Regions from separate parts of the Pan troglodytes genome. Here region 2 is linked to region 1. The links are chromatin contacts, called in public Hi-C maps. All regions are on one chromosome and are shown on one strand. Each heading gives the region's core, a stretch centred on a gene start, on an enhancer-like site or on the middle of the called end of the contact. The rest is flanking DNA. Distances are from core to core; before and after follow the strand shown. Region 1 holds the start of NTNG2 (netrin G2). Region 2 overlaps MED27 (mediator complex subunit 27).

Evidence for each region. A called contact is a pair of places that touch in the nucleus more often than the background predicts.
Region 2: a Hi-C map of stem cell-derived neural progenitor cells shows a contact between it and region 1, with 1.8 times the contacts expected there. The contact joins the enhancer-like site here to the promoter of NTNG2 in region 1. A contact is called at or near these places in 1 of 7 Hi-C or Micro-C datasets (stem cell-derived neural progenitor cells), 1 of 1 datasets of contacts at active chromatin or transcription factors (stem cell-derived excitatory neurons) and 1 of 1 other capture datasets (stem cell-derived neural stem cells).

Annotation. Positions count from the first base shown.
Region 1 is chr11:6,297,229-6,302,172 of NHGRI_mPanTro3-v2.0_pri, forward strand. NTNG2 (netrin G2) reads right to left here and starts at 2,025. Exons shown (of 11, transcript XM_063788131.1): 1 at 1,510-2,025.
Region 2 is chr11:6,497,680-6,502,623 of NHGRI_mPanTro3-v2.0_pri, forward strand. The region is part of intron 3 of MED27 (mediator complex subunit 27); the gene reads left to right. Among named protein-coding and RNA genes, the nearest start is that of MED27, 120 kb to the left of the region's middle. Within about 2 kb of position 1,937, at least 10 of the 24 cell types and tissues checked have an H3K27ac peak or open chromatin away from gene starts, as enhancers often do. A contact at or near this core is called in stem cell-derived neural progenitor cells and stem cell-derived neural stem cells, where this site is marked.

The DNA of each region.
Region 1 (4,944 bases), core at 775-3,274:
AGCCCTGTGCCTGGGACACCGACGACCCGGCAGCCCCGCAGCTGCTTTTCGTCTTCCCAAAGTTGCGTGCAAGCCACGGGAGCAATTAATAATTAAGCCCGTAATAAAGGCCCGGCCGGGACTGAGGTGCCCCCTTTTTCGGCACTGCCTCCCTTAATTAAAAGACACAGAGCAGGGCGCCCAGGAACTGGCTGTATCCTTTGCCCCGGCGCTGCCGCCTGTGGCGACCCGGCCGCCGCCGCCCCCAGCCCAGACGGCCAACTTACTCCGGAGCAGGCGGACCCCGCGAGCCCGCGGTCCTCTCTTCCCGCCTTCCCGCCGCCTCTGCTCCCCCAACCTGCGCGCCGCTCAGTTCCAGGTTCGACTCCACGCCGGCCCCAAATCAGTGCCTGCGCCCCCTCACCTCCCGACCCCCTCCCGGCGCCGGGAGAAGTTTCCAGCCGCGGCCGGACTGGCCAGGAGTTTCTCTGTGCAACTCACAGGCTCCCAGTTTGCAGAGAGATGGGAGGGCACGGGATGGGGGTGGCTCTAAGCGGTGGCGGTGGAATTGGGGTGGGGGAGAGGCGCGGGAGCAGGGTTAGTTTCCTTTTCCGAGACACATCCGAGCACCCTTGCAACATCCCTCCCCGACACACACACACACATACACACACACACACACACACACACTCTCACACACACACACACACACACTCTCACACACACGACGGAAAGGACCCGGGGGAAGCCGGCCAGAAAGACAAGCTACCCCTTTAAGATGCTGCTAAGAACGCACCCTCACACACCCCTCTGGGGCGACTCCAGTCCTCAGCTCGTAGCAGCCGCCACCAAACAACTTTTGCATCCGAGCCTTTGCCGGGCCGCTGTAAGTGGCTCCCGGGCCCGGGCAAGCCTGCATGGTCACCGAAGCCCTTTAAAAATGAAACCAGCCTGGCCAAGCTGCAGCCTCTCCCCTCGCCCGCCTCCCGGGCTCTCCCCGCCCGCCTTACCCCGGCTCGGAGCGGCTTCCCGGCGCGGAGACCCGGGAGGGCCGAGGACCGCCACCCTCCGGCGCTGCGCCTCCCCCCTCGGGCTGGCGCTGGGTGGGGGCGCGGGCCGAGGGCTGCGAGCCGCTGCTCCTTCCCCGCGCCGCTCCCGCCGCTGTGGCCGCCGCCGCCGCCGCCGTCAGATCGGGGCCGGGGAGCCCTCCGGCCGCCGGGGGGGCCGCCCGCAGCCGTCCCGGAGACGCGGGCCGGGGGAGGGGGCCGCCCGCGCCGCCCGCATCGCCCGCCCGGGCTGAGCGGGAGGTCGCCGCTAACAAGTGCAAACTTTTTGGCCCCCCTGGGCGGCCCGGGGAGGACCCGCGCTCGGGCGCCGGGCAGCCCCCGGCCCGGGTGGGCTTCGCGGCGTCTCGTCGGGGAGCCGGGGCATCCCCCCGGCGCGGCGCGGGCCAGATGGCGGGCGCTTCACTGCCCCCCTGCACTCCGCTCCAAGTTAATGCCGAGGCTAAATCCTCTTGCCATCACTCACGATCACCATCGGGGCTTTTATCTCTCGGTCTGATCCGGGCTGCGTAACTTCCTCTGTGTGGCTTTAACACACCATCCCACCACGGAGCAACGGTCTTCTTAAAGGTGCAGGAAGGAAATATTGCGCGGCTCGGGGGACGCGCCACGGCCCGGGGAGGGGCGCGGCGAGCAGGGGCGTCCCGGCGGGCCCGTGGCCAGGGTGGCCCCGGCAGCCTCTGGGGGGTCGCTGCCTAAACATCGCCTCCCGGCCCGGGGGCCAGCGGGTCCCTGCGCCCAGAGCGCATCCTCAGCCGGCTCCGGTCAGGCGCAGCCGGGCTGCAGCTTCCTTTTCCAAAACCCGGGGGCCTGCCGGGGTGCCAGCGCCCATGGGTGTGGGGGCTGCCCCATCGGCACGAGGGAGGGGGGCCAAGTGAGTCAGTTCCCCCACCCCCCACAGCCAAGGGCTCAGGGCTGCTCCTCGGTCTCTCTCTGTGAAGTGCTGCCACCCAGAAGGCCCCAAGCAGTGGGTACCGGGGTGGGTGGGTGGATTTGGGGAGATGGGGAGGGGGAGCGATCTGAGCGCACAACCAGAGCCTGAATACCAGCTGACACATCGCCGCCTCCACCCTGATGGGCCCTGCTTTTGACGAAGCCAAGCCAGCTCTGCAGGGAGTGCAGAGTAGTGGGGCAGGAGGGGCCTGGCTGAGGGTTTCTCTGTCTCCCTCCCCTGCAAGCATGGGAGGCAGGTGTGGGAGGGCTCCGGTAGCAGCAGCCCCGGGCAGAGGCCACCGAGTTGGCAATATCACATCCGGCAGCCCTGGGATCTCTGACCCCCGGGAGGTTTCCTGCCAGCCTGCCTCCGAGGGCTTCTGGGAGAGTTTCCACATCTTCCAGAAGCACATGTGGTTTTCGGACACTCCTGGCCTCCTGGGGTGGGCTCACTGCAGCCTTGAGCAGCCAGCACTGTCATTTGGATCCATCAAGAACAAAGGGCCTGAGGACAGACAGAGAGAGAGGCAGAGAGAGAGAGAGACCAGCCCAAGGTCACAGAGGGTGTTGGGAATGGAGCAAGACATGGCACCTCAGTGCCCCGCCCTGCTGCCACCCTTCACCTCCACCTTAACCCTTCCCTGTTCTCAGCTGTCCTGAAAACTGGAGACGGAGTTATACTGCTGAATAATATTTGGAATCTTGTGACAAAACAGGAAGAGGATGCGGAATTAAAGACTGTCATCTGCTGTAATAATAATAATAATATATTTATTGAACACCTGTTTTATGCCAGACTCCATGCAAACCAGGTTGTGTGCATTATTCACTGAATCTTCGCCAAAGCCCTGTGACTTCACTGCTAGTAGCAAAGCCTTAAGTTAGAGATGTTAGATAACTTGCCCAAGGTCACATAGCTAAGGATTGTGGCCAGGGAGGCAGGGCTCTTGGGTTTCTGGGTGATGCTCTGTCACTGGCCTGGCTGGCTGGTGAACTTGGAACATGGCCCAGACTGCTTTGGGGCTCAGTTTCCCCATATGTGAGATATGAACGGTAAATCCTTCTTTTTTCAAAGAGGGGTCAAAACAGGGCCACTGTGTGCCTCTACCTGCACATGCTCTCAGATGCCTACCACTGGAGATGGGCCTGTCTCACCAAGCAGCCCAGGAAGGCAGACATGGGCCCGCCCCTGGTTACCTGTTCTATGCAGGAGGAAGCTCCCTGGGAGAAGAGAACAGATCTTGGTGGTTTGATTTTTAAGCATTCAGCCTGCAGGCAGCAGTGAAGGGCAGGGTGTGGGGCTCCTGCACAGGGTGAGTGATGACCAGGGTCAGCCCTCAGCCTGCTGTCACCCCAGGGCATGGTCATCAATCCCTGGGAACCGCCCTGCTCCTCCATCATCACTGTGGACTGGATGCTGTCAGGAATGGCCAAAGAGATGGAGGGGCTGCTTCTTACTTGTAGTTCATCTAAACACAGTGGAGGAACCAGGGGTGCCTCCTCCCTAGCACTGCCAGGATGGTTTCAGTGACCCATATGCAAAGATATGTGCCACTAGAAACAATTTTTAACATGCCTCCCCGCCAGCCCCCACCTCACCAATACTCCCTGCCTCTGCAACAAGCTGATGCCAACAGGCTTTTTTCGGGGACCTATGCCAGAAGCTGTCTTCTGGTTTCCTCATTTCCAGACCCCAGGATAATGGAAAGAGCACCGCACTGAGAGTTGGGATAATGGGCTTTTCTTGGCTCAGCCCTTACCACGCTGTGTGGCTGGGGGAGATCCCTTCCCTGCTCTTGGCTTCAGTTTCCCCATCTGCACGATGAGGGGATTTGTCCAGGAGGGTGGTCCCTCTGCTATGATCCTGAGTTGACCGCACTCCACAGCAGCCTCCAGGAGACGATGTTCCTTTCAAGTGAACCATAAAGCACTTATTTTCCAAGATAGGGAACAAATAGGATTTCAGCCTTGTGGGGACCAGGTGGTTGATGGACGTTCATTTTTAAACTGCATTAAGGTACCTTCTGACAAATGACCTTTTTCTGGCAATGAAAAGAAGCTGAGCACCAGGGGCAGGAAAGTGTTAATGAATCTCCCTGAAAATAACCGCTGGCTCCCCTCTCACCAGCAGCCTAATCATCCCCTTCACTGGTGGGATTTTGGCTCCAATGCACAGTTTTAATTTGAATTGTGTATGTGGAATTTGCTATCAAAAAGCATCTGCAGAACAATGCATTTAATTTTGTTCCATCTATATTTTTGAAAAGGATTTGTATATAACCATACATATATATGATTATATACATATGATTGTATATAAGTCCACTATATATATGGACACATCCATTATATATGTGGACAATGAAGACATACACCAAAGTATGAACAGGGGAGATGAGGGGGGACCGATGTGCTTTATTATAGATATCCTCTCTGGGTTGCCTGACTCCTTTACAATGAGGAAATTTGCATGGTGTAGATGAGTAACAGGAAATTATAAAGTCACAAGCAAAAATAATCTACTAGCTTTGTAACAAGAGGTAACAGATGAGGTCCAGGCCCTCTGGGGACTTCCAAGAGAAGGCAAGTCCTGATGCAGACAGACAGACAGACAGAAGAAATGAGCTCACATTGCTGATTTAAGTCAAGTGCAAGCTCAAAGGACACCCCCTACCAAGTTCTCACCCCTCTCCTCGCTCACTCTGTTCACTTATGCCAGGCCACGATTTTGATTCTTTGACAAACTCTTTGTCCCCTTGACCTTGAGCAGTTGAGACGCAGCTGTTAGGGAGGTGGTAAGATGCTGTGCCCAGGACCATCTAGGGGTATTCAAGACATCCTGGGGCCCCTTCTACTGCCAAGGTAGGCGCAGGGGGAACCTGCCTTCCCCAAGGTGACACCTCTAGGCAGTGGCAGAGGCTACTAGAAGCACTCTGACCCCTCCCTGTCAGTCCTCAGCTCTAATCTC
Region 2 (4,944 bases), core at 687-3,186, 200 kb after region 1:
CATCTGCGGAATGAAAATCATTAGCCAGTTACTTAAAATTCAGATAAAATGAAACCATCTTACTATGAACTTCATCCAGCTTTCCTCTTCACTAAAGGAAAGAATGCCAAGAATATTTACAAAAATTTATTTAACAGGATTACTGTTTTATTCCAAAAGATTTAAAGAAAATACCAAAACAGATACTAATTGAGCATAAAATAGCACCCAGCCGGGATGGAGTTGAGTATGTCCAAGCATCCACTTTAAACACAAACTCATGATTTCTTGAGTCTGTGTTTGAAAATAGATCAAGCTTTCTCAAAACCTAGTGGGATAATTTCGATTACATGTAAACTATGACCAGAATTTATTGCTGGAAAATTAGGAGTGGATCAGAATATAATACTCCTATCACAAAAAAAAAAAAAAAAAAAAATCACATGCCAGGCACAATGGCTCACACCTGTAGTCCCAGCACTTTGGGAGGCTGAGGTGGATGGATCGCTTGAGCCCAGGAATTCAAGACCAACCTGGACAACATGGTGAAACCCTGTCTCTACCAAAAAAATACAAAAATTAGCTGGGTGTGGTGGCACATGCCTGTAATGCCAGCTACTCAGGAGGGTGAAGTGGGAGGATGACTTGAGCCTGGAAGGCAGAGGTTGCAGTGAGTTGTGATTGTGCCTCTGCAGTCCAGCCTGGGTGACAGAGTCAGACCCCGTCTCAAAAATAAATACATAAATAACAGTGGAAACTTTTTTACATGTGGCTGTAAGAGTATCTTAAATCTGCCTTTTGGAAGAGTTTATTGGTTCATAATGCTTATCAGTAGCCACATTTTAAATGTCTCTATCTCAGACTAGTGTATGGGGGAAAGAAAACATTCAGAAGGATCTGAGTTCCAATCCCAGCTTTGCCTACCACTAGATAGAAGTCTTTAAACAAGTCAGCTAGCTTGTCCATCGAGTAACAAATTTGGACTAGCTATCCTCTCAGTTGTCTTCTGTCTCCAGGATTATATGATTCCTTTGGAGATTATCATTATAATTCTTAAATCTATCAACTTTTGGAATATATTTCCAAACATGGATTGATTCACTGAAGTGCCTTTCACTTCATGGAGAAAATAGCGCTAAAGGTGCACAGCACATATTGTCATCTTTCAGAGAGATAGAGAGCAGAAGAAGGCTTTTTAGCTGTAGAGTGTTTAGGGCCCCTGTGGATATGGCCAGGCTGTGCTACCCTAAGTGGGAAGGGACTGTAGAAAGCAGCGCCTCCCCAGCATGAGGCTCCTTCGCTAGTTCACAAAAGCAGCGGTTCTGTCCTGTGCCCTGCTGCCTTCATCAGGCCTTGAAACACAGAGGCCAATGGTCAGCCATTATTTACAGTGGAAATCTGGAAAAAGACTATTTCCCAGGGCTGTCAGCGGACCCTCAGAACCTTCATGAAGATGATGAAAAGTTTCCAAGTCCTGCTGATACTCATACTACAGCTAATCAAGTGTAAATGCTTTACGTTGTTTAACAACAGAAAACATGCTATACTGTTCTGAACTCAACAAAGAAAGAAACCTTTGAATTAAGGCTGAAAAATATCAGAGGGCATTTCAGGCAGGGAAAAAATCCTGTTCTGTGTTTGGGATGTGATTACCCAGAGCCGCCGCCCAGACAGCTTCGAGCTTCTGTCTCTGAAACAAGCAGCCATTGTGTTGCCTTCTTGCCTGCTGCGACATATGCCACGTGCGGGCCATTTTTACAGGCATGTGATGGGTTTCAGTGTCAAGACTGTTGCCCAGTGGGCAAAACCCTCACTTACTTTGGAGGGTTAAAAATGTTGATAAGCAAGAGCTCAGCCTCCTTGTTTTCGTACCCATTTAGATCAGCAGAGACCTCTCTAATGACACTCTTCTCCAGTTTCCCTGAGCTGTGGCAGGAATAATTCCACTCATAATGAGGCGGGTGTCCAGCTTTAACCCTGCATGCCTCTACAGGCGGTCATTTCTTCGACTCTCCTGGCAGCCTCTCCTCTGCTAGCATTCTTCCCATTGTTACGTTTTGCCTAATATTTAACCTCAGTGTTTCCTGCTGTCACTCTGTCTTATTATTCTCATCGACTAAGGATAATTGATCTGTCTTCACTCAGCAACTTCCATTTGCATGTTTTAGGAGTGACTGTGTCATCTCATCTCTTATTTTGTGGTAGACACTCTCCCCTTGTTGTTAAGGCTTTGTATACCTGTGTTCAAAGGGATTACTGGCTGTATTCATCTTCTGTACATATGCTCCAATTTGTCATCCCTCATTATTATTCATGTTGGTACTACACCTGTTTTTACCAAAATGGAATGATTATCTCCCATTTTACATGTAATCCTTTATATTAACACAATTCTAAGCAGTTGACTTTAACGCTGTTGCGTTGTTGACTCATTCACAGTGTGATTCACTACAGTCTCTGTCAAGACAAAGGTGAGATCTGAGTGAGAGAGACTCTTTGCTGGATCATTATGAGCCGTGTCCCTAGCTCTTGAACTGTACCCACTCAAATATTTCTTGTGTGCATGAGCGCACACACACACCCCACTTCACAAGTCAGAGCGTCAAGCTACAGCCTTCATGGGGTAGGTGCATATGGTGATATTTGGAGCATTAAACGGAGTGATTGATACGACACAACTGAATCTGAGTTACAGCTGCATCTGTTAATTGTAACAGATCTCCTGTTTACAAGAGTGGGTGTCTGAAATTTAAGAATTCAAAGACCTGCATGCTTATATTCCTGGCTTCTATTTCTAAAGCCGTTGACATTTAAGTAAATAATTGTTTTTATCTGTTCTATTCTGAGATCCTCAAGTGAAAGACAGATGAGGTATGTGCCCTTTAATTACACATGCCCTCTGAGCATCCTACACAGCCACATTAGGGCAGCCTACTCAGCTACAGTAAATATTCATTTGTGAACTGTAGTGTTCCTGTAAATTTCCTTGATTACAAAATTTGTTTCCTGGGGTTCTTGTTAAAATACTCATCTTTAGTCCTCAGGCTTAGTTGCAATAGTTCCTTCTAGTTACAAGTTTCTTCAGAAATTTCTAGTAATGGGCCCCCCTAGATAGTGGCAAAAAACACGTATTTTATGCCAGAATGGTACTTGGAACTGTTCTGCTGTTATATACTGATAGATTTCACTGAAATCTATCAAGCATAATAGATTCCAGTTATTCCCAGAGGTTAAGAAATAGGGTATTCTGAGTAATTTGAGTTTTCTGGAATAATTACCGTATGTACCATTCAAAGATGGACAGTCTTTATAAGTGTATAATTGCTTCTTTGTGCATGTAGTAAGCTTTAGGAAATGTGTATCGAACTGACTAGAGCTGGAAGGACCCTTAGAGATTACCTTGTCTAAAGAAGAGGAAACCGAAGCCAGAGGGCTGGGTGATTTGCCCGCTGTGGCCCTCTGTACAAGGAGGAGAGCCAGGATGGAATCTAGACTTTTCCAGAGCGGCGCCAGGATTTTTTCAGCTGATTACACTGCCCTATATGCTTTGGGTTAAGGTGAGGTGGTGGAGAAAACTGTGGCAAAAGACCCAGTTACTTGGATTCTGGGTCAGAGTTTAATGTACTGAGTTATCTTCATCATATAACTGACCACTTAGTGCGGGTATACATGTGTGTTGTACTAGGAAATGTGCCAGGCTCCTTCCATGCCTTACGCATTTAGTCTTCACAGCCACCTTATGAAAGAAGATACTGTTATTGTCCTCATTTCAAAATGAGAGTTGAAGCCCAGTAACTCACCTACTTCATAGAGCTGGGAATTGGACCAAGGCAGTTGGACGCCTGATTTCATGATCTAAACTACAGCACTGTCTTCCTGTTTTATTAATTGTTCCCATTCAACATGAAAAGAATTTTCTATCCAAAAAATGTTTTGAGGGAAATATCTTACTTCAGTAGTAATGTATAGGTTTAAATATGTCAAAAATGTTTTCTCTATTCAAACACATGTGAAACTTTTAATAGTCCAGACAGGCAAATAAAGAGCCAAAGGGCTTCACAGGATGAGGTTGTCCTGCTGCAATTCTGCTCAGCACGTGGAGTCTGCGTCTCCTCTCCAGCTATCTCTGAACACGTTCACGTCCATTTTCACCCAGGTTGTAGCTGTAAAGACCGGTCACAGGCTCAGATGGGAATGCAGCAATGATTATAAAACCAAGCTTGGTGCCTGAGTCTTTCAGGACTGTAGTTTCACAGGCACAGGTGATACGGCAGCTGCTGAACCTCATCTGGTTTGGCACCACGGTGGGAGCTGATGGCCTCCCTAGCACTGACACAGCCTGCAGAGCAAAGCAACCTGAGTTCTCATCACCTGAGTCCCTAGGGGATCCTGTCTCTTGCCTTGTCTAACCAAGACTTATTAAAAACCACTTAATTTGGCCGGGTGCAGTGGCTCACGCCTGTAATCCCAACATTTTGGGAGGCTGAGGCAGGTGGATCACGAAGTCAGGAGTTCAAGACCAGCCTGACCAACATAGTGAAACCTTGTCTCTACTAAAAATACAAAAAAATTAGCCAGGCACGGTGGCGCGCGCCTGTAATCCCAGCTACTCAAGAGGCTGAGGCAGGAGAATCGCTTGAACTCGGGAGGCGGAGGTGTGCAGTGAGCTGAGATCGCGCCATTGCACTCCAGCCTGGGCAACAGAGCAAGACTCCATCTCAAAAAAAAACCCACTGAATTTGACTCTCATCCTATTAATATTTGAGATTAGTGCTGAGAATTCAATGCATGTTCCAAGCATGTTTTAAAAAATCAACTTGATTGAAGTATAACTTACATAAAATAAAATATACCAGTTTTATGTATTTTATGTTTATGAATGTACAGTTCAATGAGTTTTGACAAATATATGCATCTATGTAAATATCACCCCAAATAAGATAGGATAATCACCCCAGAAATTTC